2 separate regions of the Sus scrofa genome follow, and region 1 is linked to region 2. A link is a contact called in public Hi-C data. All regions are on one chromosome and are shown on one strand. The core of a region is the stretch at or near the end of the contact, and the rest is flanking DNA. Distances in the headings are between cores, read along the strand shown. Region 1 has its middle 73 kb from the start of WIPF3. Region 2 holds the start of WIPF3 (WAS/WASL-interacting protein family member 3).

The links. Hi-C and Micro-C count contacts between places; a contact is called where the count stands out from the background.
Region 1: a contact with region 2 is called in a Hi-C map of skeletal muscle, with 6 times the contacts expected there. The contact joins the enhancer-like site here to the promoter of WIPF3 in region 2. A contact is called at or near these places in 4 of 47 Hi-C or Micro-C datasets (embryonic fibroblasts, psoas muscle and skeletal muscle) and 1 of 2 datasets of contacts at active chromatin or transcription factors (skeletal muscle).

The regions. Positions count from the first base shown.
Region 1 is chr18:43,095,873-43,099,514 of Sscrofa11.1, forward strand. No RefSeq gene overlaps it. Among named protein-coding and RNA genes, the nearest start is that of WIPF3, 73 kb to the left of the region's middle. Within about 2 kb of position 1,854, at least 3 of the 83 cell types and tissues checked have an H3K27ac peak or open chromatin away from gene starts, as enhancers often do. A contact at or near this core is called in skeletal muscle, where this site is marked.
Region 2 is chr18:43,022,875-43,026,516 of Sscrofa11.1, forward strand. It overlaps WIPF3 (WAS/WASL-interacting protein family member 3), which reads right to left and starts at 2,303. Exons shown (of 8, transcript XM_021078574.1): 1 at 1-2,303.

The DNA.
Region 1 (3,642 bases), core at 604-3,103, 73 kb after region 2:
TCCCAGTATTCTGTTAATATCCTTCACTTCAGCAACATGCTTTCTTTTCTCTTGTGATTACAGGGAAGACTAAGAATAGTCATAATAAATAATCAAGGCCCCTGGTAAATAAAATATAAAGTACAGAATGTTCTTCTGAGCTTTTTTTCCTAATTCTCGTCCCACATGTTTCTCCTCTTTTGTGTTGTACACGCATCCCACAGCAGTGAGCAGCCTTCAGACTGGTTCAAAATTGTGTGCAGACGTTATTATGATAAATACAGAATCTCTGGGAAGCAAGAAACACAAGCTGCGTTTGTTTCGTGAGAAGCCCAATAACAAGAACTGTAGTGAAGGTTACTGAACGAAGCTGTTATAGGTCAAAGAAAGGAGGTGTGGAAAGGGGAAGGGGAGGCCGGAGAGAGGGGAAATTGGAAGCAGCAGAAGAAGGCACGGGGCAACAACTGGGAGTGTGGGTTTTTGACAAATAGAGCGTTTCCATAGTTGTGTGTCAGGTAGATCCAGAAGGGGTCCTGTCTTGGAGGCAGCCCGGTAAGTGTGCGCCCCTGTCAGGGAGGGAAACAGCTGGTGTCTCTCATTCCCCATCAGGGGTTACTGAGTTTTCATATCAAAGCTTGGCCTCTGGACTGGCAGAACTGGCACCACCTGGGAGCTTAGAAATGCAGTATTTCAGACCCCTGGCCTCCTGAATCAAAATGTCTGGGTCATGAGATTCCCCCAGTGATCTGTATGCACATTTGAGATTGAGAAGCACTGACCAAGGGGACACTCAGGCAGGTGGCAGAGGGACGGGTAATGTGGGTCGCAATGAAACGGCGAGAACCATGACCAGAAGCAGCCAGGAACCGAAATGACTGGAGAGGTTTGGCTGGCACGAAAACAAAGCAGTGCAGCAGCATGGTTAGGGACAGTTCAAATGCCATCTCTGCCACTCTCCAGCTGGGGGGCCTTGGGCAGTGACCGAAACTCTTTGGGCTTCAAAATCATCATCTTTAAAACAGTAACAGTTTTTGTTGTGGCACAATGGAAACGAGTCCGACTGGGAGCCATGAGGTTGTGGGTTCGATCCCTGGCCTCGATCAGTGGGTTAAGGATCTGGTGTTGCCATGAGCTGTGGTGAGGGTCGCAGATGCAGCTCAGATCTGGTGTTGCTGTGGCTCTGGTGTAGGCAAGCCGCTATGGGTCCAATTAGGCCCTGGGAACCTCCATATGCCTCGGGTGTGGCCCTAAAAAGACAAAAAAAAAAAAAAAAGGAGTAACAGCCACGTCACCCCCCCTCAGAGGGTAGTTGTAAAGAAAATGGAGTTTACGTGTGTAAAATCCAAGAACTGTTCCTAGGTGGTGGTTACAATTGCTATTATTTTTTTTTGAATTTTAATATATAATTTTTTGCTTTTTAGAGCCACACCTGTGACATATAGAAGTTCCCATGCTAGGGGTTGAATCGAAGCTGCAGCTGCTCCCCTACAGCAACCCAGGATCCAAGCTGCATCTGCGACCTACACCACAGCTCACAGTGACACTGGATCCTTAACCCCCTGAGCGAAGCCAGGGATCAAATGTGCATTCTCATGGATGCTAGTTAGGTTCATAACCCACTGAGCCACAACGGGAACTCCCTGTTATTTTTATTATGTATCTGGCTTCAGCAAGTCCACTGAGGGTGATGAAACTAGAAGCAGAGGACGCAGTTTCCAAGTTTCAGAGTCACATCAGGTTGGGAAGAGAAGCAGAGGCATCTTTGGCTCAGGCCCCAGGACAAAAACAGCTGATTTCATCCCTGTGTAAGCAGCTCTCCTGTTTACCAAGGGCCCTAATAATAACCAGCCCTGGCATCTGTTCCACATTTCACCCCACCTGGCTCCAGCTCACTCAGTGCTGCCCCACGCATGTCTCCCCTTCCTCCTCCTCCTTCCTGCCTGTGGGCGTGGACGCAGGTCGTCTGCGCCCTGAACAGCTGGCTAGTAGGATAAATAGGAAAGTGTGTGACCCAGCTCCAGGGGTCAAAGGAAGCCCTGGCTCTGCCTGCGATCATAAGACCGCACTTCTCTGTCAAACCACTACTCAACCTGCATTGACTGGCAGTGTAATTAGAGAATATCACCCATTGTGGGCACCAGCACTCCCCAGCATTGGCCAGAACTTAGAGAATCACTTAGTTCCTGCTTCCTACAGCTCTCAGCCTTGAATTTACAAGGATTTAAAAAGATTGATAACTTTTTTTTTTAGAATGTATCTACAATTTATTAAGTAAAAAATAGTTTAAATAAAAAACTGTACATACAGTAAATCCATTTGGGTAAAACATGAAAAGGATATTTTCACAAAGGAAAAATATTTAGAACAGTACAGGAGTTCCCATTGTGGCTCAGTGGTAATGAACCTGACTAGTATCCATGTGCATGTGGGTTTGATCCCTGGCCGTGCTCATTGGGTTAAAGGATCCGGCATTGTGGCAGACATGGCTTGGACCCCTAGCTGCTGTGGCTGTGGTATAGGTTGACAGCTGCAGCTCCAATTTGACCCCTAGCAAGAAAAGAACAGTACACCCCCAAACATCAACAATGGCTCTCTTTGACTGGTAGAAATATGGATAATTTTATTTTCTTTTGATTTTTTGTTTTCAAACTTCTCTATAATTTCATTGGCATCATATTTACTTATTTTTATTTATTTTATTTTATTTTTTAATTACTTATATGAGTTTATCACATCTGTAGTTCTATAATGATCATAACAATCCAATTTCACAGGATTTCCATCCCATAACCCAAGCACATCCGCCCACCCCCCAAACTGTCTCCTCCGGAGACCATAAGTTTTTCAATGTCTATGAGTCAGCATCTGTTCTGCAAAGAAGTTCAGTCTGTCCTTTTTTCAGATTCCACATGTCAGTGAAAGCATTCGATGTTGGTGTCTCATTGTATGGCTGACTTCATAAGTGAAGTCATGATAATTTCTAGGTCCATCCATGTTGCTAAAAATGCCGGTATTTCATTCTTTTTGATGGCTGAGTAATATTCCATTGTGTATATGTACCACATCTTCTTGATCCACTCCTCTGTCGATGGACATTGAGGTTGTTTCCATGTCTTGGCTATTGTAAATAGTGCTGCAATGAACATCAGAGTACATGTGTCTTGGCGAGTAGTGGTTTTCTCTGGATAGATAGATGCCCAGGAGTGGGCTTGCTGGGTCAAATGGTAGTTCTATTTTTAGTTTTCTTATTTTTAGTTTTCTGAGGCATCTCCATACTATTTTCCAGAGTGGTTGCACCAATTTACAATCCCACCAACAGTGTACTCGGGTTCCTCTTTCTCCACTCCCTATCCAGCACTTATTGTTTGCAGACTCTTTCATGATGGCCATTCTGGTTGGTGTAAGGTGGTACCTCATAGTGGTTTTGATTTGCATTTCTCTACTAATGAGTGATGTTGAACATCTTTTCATGTGTTTTTTTGCCATCCGTATGTCTTCTTTAGAGAACTGTCTGTTTAGATCATCTGCCCATTTTTGGATGGGGTTGTTTGTTTTTTTGGTTTGGAGCTGCAGAAGGTGTTTATAAATTTTGGAGATTAATCCCTTGTCCGTTGATTCACTTGCAAAGATTTTCTCCCATTCTATGGGTTGTCTTTTCGTTTT
Region 2 (3,642 bases), core at 1,053-3,552:
GATACATCCAGGCAGATCCTCTGCAGTTAGGAGGCTTAGACCATAAGACCTCAGAGCTGGTTAGGCATTTCTCAAACAAGAAACACACCGTGTGTCTTTGGTTTTTCAGCTTAAGCATCACCACTCTGGAGGCCTTTTCTGATCCCCAGTCTAAACGAGGCCACCCAGGCTTTTCTCTTAGGGCACCATGTTCCTTTTGGCCTCTGTAAGTTTCATCACAGTGAATACATTTATATTTCTCTCTCCTTGTGGAAAATGTCCAGGTGTGGTTTGAGTCGAAGGTTGACCCCACTGCCTCCGCGCGCAGGACTCTATCAGGAAAAAGACCTTGTTCGTTTTGCTCACCAATAGATCTCAGAGAGTAAAACCCGGCCCCAGTTAGGCTCAAAAACTGTTTACTGGATGAATGAATGAGTGAGTGAACGAAGGAACTAGACCCCAGGATGCATAAGACACTGGCCTTGCCCGCAAGGACATATGCAGGTGTTTAGGGAGACAGGACGTCCGTGCAAGGAGTTAAGCCGGCACACAGTGCAGCATATGACTGCGCGCCTCCGTGAGTCTCATCGAGTGGGAGTTCAGGCTGAGCAGGCTGCAGGGAAGATAGAAGAGCTTAGATGTCCCTGGATGGATAGATAGGATTTACAAGCTCCTGCTATAGCCATTTTCTCCATAGGACCATTTGTCAGAAAAGGACAAGCCAGATTTGCCAAGCAGACAGGTGGAGATTCTCCAGTGTCACAAACTGGAAACTGGAAAAGGCAATTGTGGTTTTAGCTAAAAGGTGCTGAGTTTGCATTTTCACTGGCTGACTCTACTGCGCTGGTAATGCATCTTACACCGGCTTTGAAGGGCACAAGCTTCAAAATCAGTTTATTGTTGCCTGGAAACATGCTTTTTGAGCCCTTGAGAGGGGCTCATGGATGATGGGCAATGACAGAGCTATGAGCAAGAGGCCCCAACCGAAATGATATACCTTTTTTTCTCTTGGCTGCACTGCCACAGTAGTGACAAAACAGGATTTTTAACCCGGTGAGCCACCAATGAATTGAACTCCCCAATGATATACCTTTTTTTAGGAATGTGCATAGGACTGCATATTTACAACGGGCTAGTTCCCACACAACATGATTTTAGCATTAGCCAATAAATCATTTTAAGCTGCAAAATTTTAAGATCTTTAAAGTCTCCTCCCAAATTTACAAATAATTAATAACAGGAATAAAGAGCCAACAGAAATAACATCTTACCCAAGAGTATGAATTTTTTTTTGGCCACACCTGTGGCATGTGCAAGTTTCTGGGCCAGGGATGGAACCCTCACCACAGCTGTGGCCTGCACCACAGCTGAGGTTTTAAGCCAGATCCTTAACCCGCTGCACTCAGGAGAACTCTGAGCATAAATTTTTTTGTAAAAATCTGGCATTATAATCTCAGGCACATATTATGGTCAGGAATTAGGGGGTGAAAGTGATTTGTAATTTTTTTTCTAGCTACAAGGTAAACAATATAATGAACTGCATTCTTCTGTTTAAAGAAGCAACTGGAACCCTATCTATCTCTGACGTCCTTGAGTGGGGGTGGAGTTATACATCTCATCTGCTCGATTTTTAAATTTATTGCCAAAATGCATCCCTGGCTCCCTGACCTTGCCCATCCCACGCCTTTCAGGTCAGGGCTCTGAGGAATGGTGCATATCCTTGGAATCATGATTTTAGTTTGCATACTTTACTGAGCACAAGCCTCAGTGCATTCTTGACAATTCCACATGACAGACTTGCTGATAAACATCTTCCATATCAGCAGGAGGCTCTAAGTCACAGCAGGTTTAGGTGACGAAGTTCAACTTGCTGGGCTAAATTGAACATTTCTTCTTTGACCTCTGCCTTTTTTTTTTTTTTTCCTGTGCCACTGTCAGCCCTGATGATTTTCCACTAGAGGGCGCTCTCTCACCTGATACTAGTAAGGTATCCATCAATCCTCTCCTCTGAGGTAGAAAAGATCAAATAACTTCATGGCTAAGGGGACAGCAGCTTCACAGGTTTTAGGCAAAAGGACATCTGAGGACATAGTCACTTGCACACTGCAGACCATATTATACCATGACGGTTAATTCTACGCCATCTGCAATATATGTCAACAATGCATCCGTAATTTGCTTTCTTAAAAATCTACAACCCTAAGAAAGTCTTGTTACCACGGTTACAGGATACAGAGATAAGAAAGAAGACTTTCAGATATTCACTGAGTCTTTTATTCTATGTCAATCCTGATTATTGGCAACTTTACTAATAATATAATCAAGAGGAAAAAAAAAAAAAAAAAGAGTTCCCATCATGGCACAGCAAAGACTAATCCGACTAGGAACCATGAGGTTGCAGGTTCGATCCCTGGCCTCACTCAGTGGGGTGAGGATCTGGCGTTGCTGTGAGCTGTGGTGTAGGTTATAGACGCAGCTCAGACTTGGCATTGCTGTGGCTCTGGCATAGGCCGGCAGCTGCAGCTCCGATTAGACCCCTAGCCTGGGAACCTCCATATGCTGCAGGTGCGGCCCTAAAAAGACAAAAGGCAAAAAAAAAAAAAAAAAAAAAGAAAAGAAAAGAAAAGAAAAGAAAGAGAGAGATCACTACTGAACCCTTTTCCCATAGCAAATATATCCACCAAACACGTCTCCCGGTCTCCCTACACACAGGAAAAACTGAAATGTCATGTCAAAGTTTGCTCCTGTTCTTTCTTAACATCATTGTTGGGTGTGACAATTTGTTGGGTTCCACACAAAGCTACTCTTAACTCAGTTCTCCTAGAGCAAGCTTCTAATGGAATAACCTGGATCCTGAAAGGATGCAAAGTAGCAGAAGTCATGCAAATGAGCCCATCCCCCAGCCAGGCAAAGGCTGAAAATCTCAAGCGAACCAGGAAGATTACGAAGAGTAGTAACTGGGCCAAGGGCCAGGAGGTGTCTGTCCTGTCTTGATAAATTATGAAAGCTTTTGCATACCCATTTGCTGTTCCAACAAATGAGCTGATCAGGTTTCAGTATGGTTTGGGGGAGGGGGTGGCAGTCCAGCCCAAATGGAATGAAGTGCATGTCCTCCTGCTCTTTGTGACCCTGCCACCCTGTGCCATCACTACACCTGTCCATCTGATTGATAGTGGTTTCTGGGAGAAACACTAATCAAAATCTAGTGGGTGGGTTCAAATCTAGCAGGTTGTTTGTCTCATGGATAATCCTAAACCCTATCATTCCAGTACGATTTCAGCTTTGCAGTCTCCTAAAGGTACCTTCTCCAATGTGGCTGCTAAACCTCAAGTTAGTAGTCAGGTTTCCAGGTCCACAGAGGGCTCCTTCGCCCAGCCCTCACCCTCCTCCTGCCTCCTCCAAACGTGGTATCAGCAGCCAGGGTACCAGCATTTCATTACCACATCTGAATCTCAAGGACGGCCAGAACTGGCCCTGCCTTCCTCCTGCTGCTGCCATCTTTATGTAGGAGAACAGAGGGCCTGAGATCCCAAAGAGGGACAGGAAGTATTTTCAGAGAAAACAAACTCACCCCTGTCAGGCCAGACACAATGTTCCCCACAGCCTGAACATACACAAGTCAGGCTGTTCTAGGATGAGGCATTTGGAGATCTAACAGTTTTA